Linked DNA regions of Triticum aestivum: region 2 is linked to region 1. The links are chromatin contacts, called in public Hi-C maps. All regions are on one chromosome and are shown on one strand. The core of a region is the stretch at or near the end of the contact, and the rest is flanking DNA. Distances in the headings are between cores, read along the strand shown.

What was found. A called contact is a pair of places that touch in the nucleus more often than the background predicts.
Region 2: a Hi-C map of leaf shows a contact between it and region 1, with 2.5 times the contacts expected there. The contact joins two enhancer-like sites. A contact is called at or near these places in 2 of 5 Hi-C or Micro-C datasets (both in leaf).

Annotation. Positions count from the first base shown.
Region 1 is chr2D:61,346,162-61,350,445 of IWGSC CS RefSeq v2.1, forward strand. No RefSeq gene overlaps it. Among protein-coding and RNA genes, the nearest start is that of LOC123051561, 61 kb to the left of the region's middle. Within about 2 kb of position 1,815, at least 1 of the 8 cell types and tissues checked has an H3K27ac peak or open chromatin away from gene starts, as enhancers often do. A contact at or near this core is called in leaf, where this site is marked.
Region 2 is chr2D:61,389,787-61,394,070 of IWGSC CS RefSeq v2.1, forward strand. No RefSeq gene overlaps it. Among protein-coding and RNA genes, the nearest start is that of LOC123051561, 100 kb to the left of the region's middle. Within about 2 kb of position 1,940, at least 4 of the 8 cell types and tissues checked have an H3K27ac peak or open chromatin away from gene starts, as enhancers often do. A contact at or near this core is called in leaf, where this site is marked.

The DNA of each region.
Region 1 (4,284 bases), core at 565-3,064:
CAGCCGCAAAACCATGCTCCTTAATAAAAACAGGGTAGGAGACACGATTTGACTCTATGTTTGCTGACCTGCTCGCCTCACCTGTTTTAATTTAGTAGACGCAATTATGTGTATAATTTTTACGCGATTATGCTTCTAGATTGTCTAAAGAAATCTTATCAAATGGCAAATACTTATCTTTTGATGAAGAGAATCTTCTACGTGTATGGCGAGAAGTTAGGCATCCTTAAACAAATCTATTATGGGACCCAATTGTTTAAGTCGTTGGACGAAACAATTGGCCACCAAAGCTGCCAAGTTTTCTTGGGGACAAACCGGCAAACTCTCGCTGAATCGAAGTGCACCAGACAGTTTGTATATTCTTGTCTTGCATATTGCAGCATGCAAGTGATGATTTGGTGTTGGAATATACTAGTAGGAGCCTGCTCCAGTTGAGACTAGCTGCTTCAGAGGGCAAAGCAGGATTAAACAACAGCAATTATGGAGTTAGTAGTCCATCATACTCAGCATAAGAGAGATGGTTGTTTTGGTAGCACTTAAATTCCTTTTGGCTTTCCTTTTCTTAATCACAATCAATCAGCATGTGGCAGCAACTCGTGAGTTTGGAGAATTACTTGTCTTTGTTTAGTTTTTTTTTTTTTGACTGAATCTTTGTTTAGTTTGAGGAGCATAGCAAATTGCTTGCTTCAGGTGAAAGCACCAGGAAAGGACAGTATATTAGGAAAGCACCAGGACCCATGTGCCTTTGGCCGGTGGGTAACAATCTTAGGAGCACTTCTTCTCTAACTTTGAACTGTTCTTATTTTTATTTCCGAAGGGCCAATTCGCAGTGCTATCCCCTGCTCTCCAAGGCAATTTTTCTGTTCTCATTTTATTTCCACTTACTAGAATATGCATATACGCTGCATTTTCAGGATTCTGCAGTGATGTAAGCATAGATATGCTGATGCTGATAGAACATTATACAATTTAGGTTTCCTACAATGCTTGGCTGTACCTCATTTGTGGTTACAAATCAACAACACTGCTTCACTGTATATAGCCTCCGGAACGCGACACCATTGGAGCAAAGGCTTTTCTACACCATAGTGAAAGCTCAGCGCATGTCTGTATTAGGCCTGAACTATAAAGTAGAACAGATATTTCCCAGCCAATTGTAATTTTCTGATCACCGATTCAGACAGGTAACCATTGAAAAAAGAAGTCCAACCTTGGCCAACAGGATTAGGACTGCCATTTGATTCCTCTGTCGCTAATGTATGTCTGGTTAGGTGAGTCCATTAGTCTAAGCTTTGGAAAATGACAGGGTCTCTCCCCCGCCGCTGGTTCTGCCCGTTTCATAATCTTATCATCTCGTGGTAGGGAATGGTTCAATCTCCCAAAGCCAGCAGTGTGCAGAAGTTTCATGGAAAAAGCCTGCACTTACTCTGAAACAGTGCACCTATCCAGGCATCGATCTGATCCGAGGTCACTGATCGATCAGCAAGCACGCCGTTGTTCTGTCCACAGACTATTTTGACCGGCAAAATAGTGATCACGTTCTCATTGAGGAAAACGAGCAAGAGAACAAGAGTAGCAATTAGGTGCTCCCTTACTGGCCTGCATATTCCTTTTGATTTTGTCAACAAAAAGTAAGCTAATTATATTTAAGAATTTGTGATGCTTAGTTCACCCGAAATGCATTTCCAGGCATGAGGTGTGATTCAGTACCGGTGTTATTTTGTGAATGTATGATGGTGAGCAGTGCAAGGGTCAGCCTCAGGGGACACCCAAGGGTACAGGTGTCAAGCTGCGATATGGGCCGGGCCCACGGTATTAGAACCAGCTTACCCAGCCTCGCCACGTCGCCCCGTGTGCGTCAGCCGAGTATCTGATCACGCAGTCAACCAGAGGTCGTCCGTATGACGTGGCCGGTGTTTGTTCTCCTTGCTCGCAAGCGACGACGGCTGGGCATCTCTGCACTCCACACGATGGATTATCGGTACAATTCGAGAGTTTGTCTGCGTCATGCAAGGGTGTATATTAAATCTTAGGCATCTTCAACAAAGACCTTCAAACCTCCCACTTCCGTCCGGACCCTTAAGCCATCCAATGGAGTTCCAAATCCATCCGCGGACCAGTTCGGACTTTCGTCTTACGTAAACTGGAACCAAACAAGAGGCTTCGCAAGAGTCCGGACGGCCACGTAGGATTCCGACACCCCTAGCCACCCAAAACTGACGCCGAAGCCCGCTCGTAATCACTCTTTCTCAAATCTCTCCTCTTCCATCCCCTGCTCTCCACCCCAATTCCCGCCCTTTTTCACTGTCGCTCCCGCATTAAGGACTCATATGAAAAGCTGTCGGAGACTGCGGTGGAGGATCTGGCAAAAGCTACCGCCTGCAAGATCAACTTGGCGACACGGCGAGATCGCTGGCTCTAACAAAAGGCAAAGGCGACACGGCTCAAAAAGAAGAAGGGCGACAGAGGTGGTGGTTGTGGTGCCAGCGGCGGTTCTGGTGCAGGGCGGGACCGCGGAGACTGGGCGCCGCCACCGTCGCCGTTCGTGCAGACGCCGCCCTGGCTGAAGCAATATAAGGCTCCCTACTTCTATGCCGCCCAACAGCTCGGTAGACAGTCCCAGTCATCCGCGCCTTACTATGTCGACATCAACAACGTGCCGCTGCTTTTCTCGGAGTCTGCATCGTCGCAACCTATTCGGTCACGGACGTCGGGGTGGAGCAACTCGGTGCCTGCACGCTGTTCGCCGATGTAACGCCACGGACACACCCGCCGGTGGTCGTTACTCCTGGCGGGATCTAGGACACACCCGCCGGTGGTCATTACTCCTGGCGGGATCTAGACTGGCCCCACAGATCAATACTAGTCTTTTCTGCGCACTTTGTCCTCACTCGTGCACACCCGAGAGCAACTTCCCGGTCAGTCACCCATCCTGAAATTACTCCAAGCTGAGCACGCTTAACTTTGGAGTTCTGTTTGAATGGGCTTCCGGAAAAGAAGGAATTCCTTATTGATATGAGTAGTCTATCACCCCTAATAAGTCAGGCTATCACAACCGACCTGTGTCAAGAGGGTGAGTCGGTGTACGACAACGTGGACACACATATGTTTGAGCGAGGACATTCAGGTGGATGAATCAGAGTCCATGCACCCAGGCACATACACCCTGTTGGGCACGTACACACAATCAGGCACATAGCCAGATTGGGCCTCCGGTAGTAGGAGCGGGAGGAGGACGGTGACGAGGACCTTGATCCAGATGAATTTGCTACCGATCCAAAGAAACGGGGTAGAGAAGAAAGCTTCAACATGAGGGAGGACCAGTAGTTGTGCGATGCGTGGTTGGTCACTCGCATGGATCCGATCCATGGCATAGAGCAAAAGGGATCAACATTTTGGGCCAATATTCACACTTGGTTCCATGAGCACAAGCATTTCGAGCCCTACACCGATGAACTCATCCACAACCATTTGGTGGATTCTATGAACCATCAATGGTACATCATCCAAGATTCCGTGTCTAATTATTGCGGCCACTTGAAGCAACTCATCGGACGGTGTCCAAGTGGTGCCCAAATCTCTGAGCAAACAAGTGTGTTGATCATTTGGCCGGATATGCAAATTGTTGACCGGATATGATCTATGTTTAGGTCATTTGGCCGGATCGAAAATTGTTGGGAATGTTTTAATTTGTAGCCTTCCCGTGCGTGCAATTCGTTCATGAAGATGGAGAAGAAGAATTTCATCCTCATGCATTGTTGGTTCAAGTTGAATGGGCAACCCAAGTGGAAGGTACTTATTGTCAACTCCGCCAAGACCGCCTACATGGGCACCGAGGAAGAAATTGGTGATCCAACCAACCCAACACACGAGCCTCCGAAGAAGGTTAAAAGAGGTTTCTGGGTAAAGAAGTTGGAGGAGGAGAAGGTGAAGCGAGAAGGGGCGGCGGCCAAGATAACAGAGAATGAAAGATCGAGGATGTCGCCTAGAGGGGGAGGGTTAATAGGCGCTTAAAAATAATTATGGTTTAGGCTTGAACAAATGCGGAATAAACCTAGCGGTTAATTTGTCAAGCAAAAAACCTACAACAACTAGGCTCACATATGTGCACCAACAACTTATGCTAAGAAAGATAAACAACTATGTGATAGCAAGATATATAACATGAAACACTATGGCTATCACAAAATAAAGTGCATAAGTAAAGGGCTCGGGTAAGAGATAACTGAGGCACGCGGAGACGATGATGTATCCCGAAGTTCACACCCTTGCGGATGCTAATCT
Region 2 (4,284 bases), core at 690-3,189, 44 kb after region 1:
GCCTAGGCCCCAGCGATCCACCGCCGCGACCCGCAGCGGCCGGCACGGTCCCGGCGGCGCACCAACACCACGCCCAGCCCCGGCAGCCACCGGAGGTCTCTATCCCGGCGGAGCACCAGCCCCACGCCCAGCCATGGCCGCTAGGGGTGGTATACGCGCCGCTCACCCAGGACCGCACGCAGGGAACCCCGGCACCACACAGCGTCGAGAAACCCTAGGAGGCGGCGTAGACGAGCAATGCGAACGACGATCGATCGCCATCATGCATGGGTCGGCGCTCGCAACAGAGATGGAGTCCGGTTTAGCCTGGGCCTCATACCCAGCTAACCCCGACCCACTCAGTTGCGGCCCGCGCTGGGCCGAATACCCCCCGTCACGATGCACTGGCCCGTCGCGGGCCAGGATAGCTTTCAAATGACGCGCCCGATCCGCTGCGATCCCGATCCCCGGCATTACCGGCGTTGACGCCGCGGTCGCCGCCGACGCCGGTCCAGCCACCGCCCGGAGGCCATTCTTCCTCCTCTTAACCACGATCCAAGAATCCGGACGAATCATATCGAAGAGAGTAAGGTTTGGTAGACTTGGGGAGGGGGCCCTTCCACTGCCTGATCGCCGTCGCCGCCGTCCTCCGTTGAACGACACGCCGAACCATCTCCTTCTCCCCCGTGTGAAGCCCTGTCCTAGCCGGATCGTCCAGGGGCAGCACTTTGTCGACAGTCGCTGCCACTTCCTCCTCGTAGCCGGAATGAATTTTTTTGCAAATCAAGTCCGATGGCGTCGGCGACGGTGGAGACTCCGGCAAGAGCTCATCCGCCTCCCCGTCCGCTTCATCCTCATCGACGTCAGCGAGAGCCCAGAATCGGCCCCCGACTCGCCGCCGACCGCTACGGGAGGGGGCCGGAATGCGTGCATGGGCGGCGCTCGCCCCTACGGTCACCCCCGCGGTCGCCTCCCCCATCGACTCCCAAAGAAGAATCGCAGGACTGGTTTCAATTGCCCAAGCACCTGCAGCGTGCAGAAGTTTCCCGGAAAATCCTCAACTCTTTCTCTGAAACACTGCACCTATCCAGGCATCGATGTGATCTGAGGTCAGCCGTCGATCAGCAAGCACGATTTGGCTCTGTCCATAAGATTATTTTGACTGACAAAATTGAGATCACGTTCTCATTGAGAAAAACGAGCAAGAGAACAAGAGCAGCAGGTGCTCTGATCCTTGCCTGCGTGGTCCGTTTGATTTCGTCAAAAACTGTTTAAGCCAGTTATAATTACGAGCTTTCGACGATTTAGCTCACCAGAAATGCATTTCCTTGACAAGACGTCTGATTTGTGAATTTGTGTGATGGTGAGAGCCGGTGCAAGCGTCAGTCTCACGGGACACACCGGCCGGGGTACAGGTGTCAAGCTGCTATAGGGTCGGGCCCACGGTATCGGAATCGGCTTGCCGAGGCTCGCCACGTGACCCTGCGTGGGCCCACGGAGTTCTTGGCCAAGCAGAGGTCGTACTCGTACGTATGATGTGGCTAGCATTTGCTCTCCTTGCTTGCAGCTTGCAGCCATGGCCGAAGGCGGCAGGGCATCTGCACCGCACATGACATGATGGGGTACCGGTCCGAGAGAGCTCTTGGACAGCTACAATTCGAGCGTTTGTCTGCGTCATGTATAGGGTGTACACCATTGTTTAATTTCCCCTTGCACTTGCACTAAACTATTGAATACAGATACATCAGGAAATGAGCGATAGCAAAGTTGGCCATTCGACAAGAGAATGTGCGCCGTGTTTATTCCCTTGGGAAAGGTACCATGGAATTTGAAAGACACCGACGACACGGCTGCCCCGCGCAGGGGACAACCGAGCGTGCGATCGCGGCCGCGGCCTCTGTCTTCTAGAGCGTCGTGGTGTGGCGGACCCCGTGCCCGAAAGGGACGCGGACGGAGGGAAGCAGCGCTGCCAAGAAGACGTAGCATTCCACCGGCGACGAGCGAGCTAGCGCACGAGGGAGACGTACACTTAGTAACAAACGGCCTAGCCCCATCACGCGGGCGGTAGTGCCCATGCCCCAGCCTCGGACGGTCCCGCAAAAAAAAAAGTAATAATTCTCAGTTACACCGAAGAATAGTACACAAGGAGAATGTTCAACGGGATTGCTAAATGTCGACTAAGACTTAACTAAGTTTCAGTCAATGGTATATTCGTGGAATCTTACGTGAAGATCCTGTGTTAAAACGCTTGTTCCTCATTGGCGGAAGAAGTTAGAGGTTGAGCAAAAGAATGCACGAACGAACTACTGTGCTGTTAGCGGCTAGCGTGGGTTTGCCGTAACTGGATGTGCGAGTCCCATTCACCTAGGAGACAGAGAATCCAGCTGTGGCTGATTGGACGGTGAAATTAGCTCGCGGTGACCACGACGGAGGATGGTCCCTCTCTCCATAGGTTCATTTTCGGACAACAGCGTCACTCTTAACTTGATCTAGTATATCTTTCATGCTGTGGAACCGCCCGTGGAGGAAGGATCAAATATGCGGTGCATCGCGCACGTACGCCCTTGTTCATCCATTTGCAAGCGGAAAAACCTCAGCTAATCTATTTTCGGAACACAAGCAAAAGGTACCTGGAAATTGGATATATATATATATATATATATATATATATATATATATATATATATATATATATACCGGACAAGTATGCAATTGCATGCAGTGTCCGATCGTTAACTACTACAGCACCCAGGCATGCAGGCCATGTACTAGCATGCTACGCAAACCTCGCGGGCTCGATGTTTCCAATCATGCCTCGCATGCATGCTCACACATAATTTCTCTTATTATTACGGAGACAGGAAGAACGTCTCGTGTACAATGACACACCGGATGAACAATCAATGCCGGGCATGTGGCATGTGCATCTCCATCGCGGCCTGATAATCAGCATGAAATCATGGACACTAGGCGTGGCGGCTTTGGCGACCGGATCAACGAAACGTACAAGAAATTGAAGTCGAGGCTACGCGGCGGATTAGGGCATCATGACCATTGACACCTTGGCACTTTACTCTGGCAGCCACCGGCTGGACGACAGGTGTAGGGTACCATCAAGATTCAAGAACACGGCCATGTTGCATCCATGCGAGTGTTTTAGTTTCATTGGTTCTCCAAAAGCAACCCTCTGGGTCAGAAGAAGAAACCAAGCCTGGATTCTACCCCTTCCCTCGCGTCGCCCCTCTCGGGCGGCTCGAGGGCGACAACCCTAGCCCTCGCTCACCGCCTCCCCTTTCCTCTCCTCCCTCCTTGCTGCCGCCAGAGGCATCCGCCGGGCAAGCCCGGGGCGTCGCCAAGGAAGGTGGCGGCGGGGCCTCTGCTACTCCATTTCTCCAGCGGGGGGCGTCAGAATCCAGGGCGGCGGCCTCGTTCGGTGAGGCGCCACCGTCTCCTCGGCTGGTGGTGGCGCGGGTGTGGTCCGGTGGACTTGGCTGCGCGGGCAGCAAGCTCTCCGGCGGATGAGATCCGCGGAGCCGGCGGTGGGGCTTCTGGCCTCTTGCGGCTCCAAATCTGGCTGCCCCTTCCCCCTTCTACTGCCCTGCGTGCTCCACCCCTTCAGATCTGGACCGGGTGGACATGGTTCTCCGGTGCCTGGAGCTGGATGCGGTGTTGGTGGTGTGGAGCCTTGACCGGGAGAAATCCATGGCGGCGATGTCCATGGACGCTGCTCCCCTTCTTGGAGGCGCCATTCAGGTCTTTTGCTCCATCCCCCCCCCCCTAGCCTCCCAGGTGAAAACTCGAACTTTGTTGGGCGGCGACGGTGCTCTTGGCGCCGTTTGCTTCTTGAAGTCGTCGCCTTGGATGCTTTTTGGACTGTGGGCACTGCGGTGTGGTTGTTGTCGGGCGGCGGCGACAGCGTGTCCCCAGTGGCAACGGCGGCAGCTTTGCAGGTCCGGCAGTGTTCGGGTTTCTTCTGGTGCTCTCTGTTCAACTGGTGTCAGTTTGGTCCGGCGGCTTCTGGCCAGGAGGGGATCGGGTTCCCCTCCTCCGACGGCTACAGCAGTGCGAGTTGTGAGAGCCGGAGCGTCATTCCTCGACCTTGGTCCTGCCTCCTCGTTGCTCCTTCCTCCCTGGACACCCTGTTGTTGTCTGACCGGCATCTTTCTCCTCTCCAGAGGATCGTCAGTGGGCAGCGGTGATGCAGTGTTTCTGGTGAAGTTTCTTAGTCATGTAGGGTGTGCTCTGTTCCTACTCCTTCGTTGCCTTCTGGTTGCATCCTTCCGTCCATGTTCTAGGGTGAGCAGC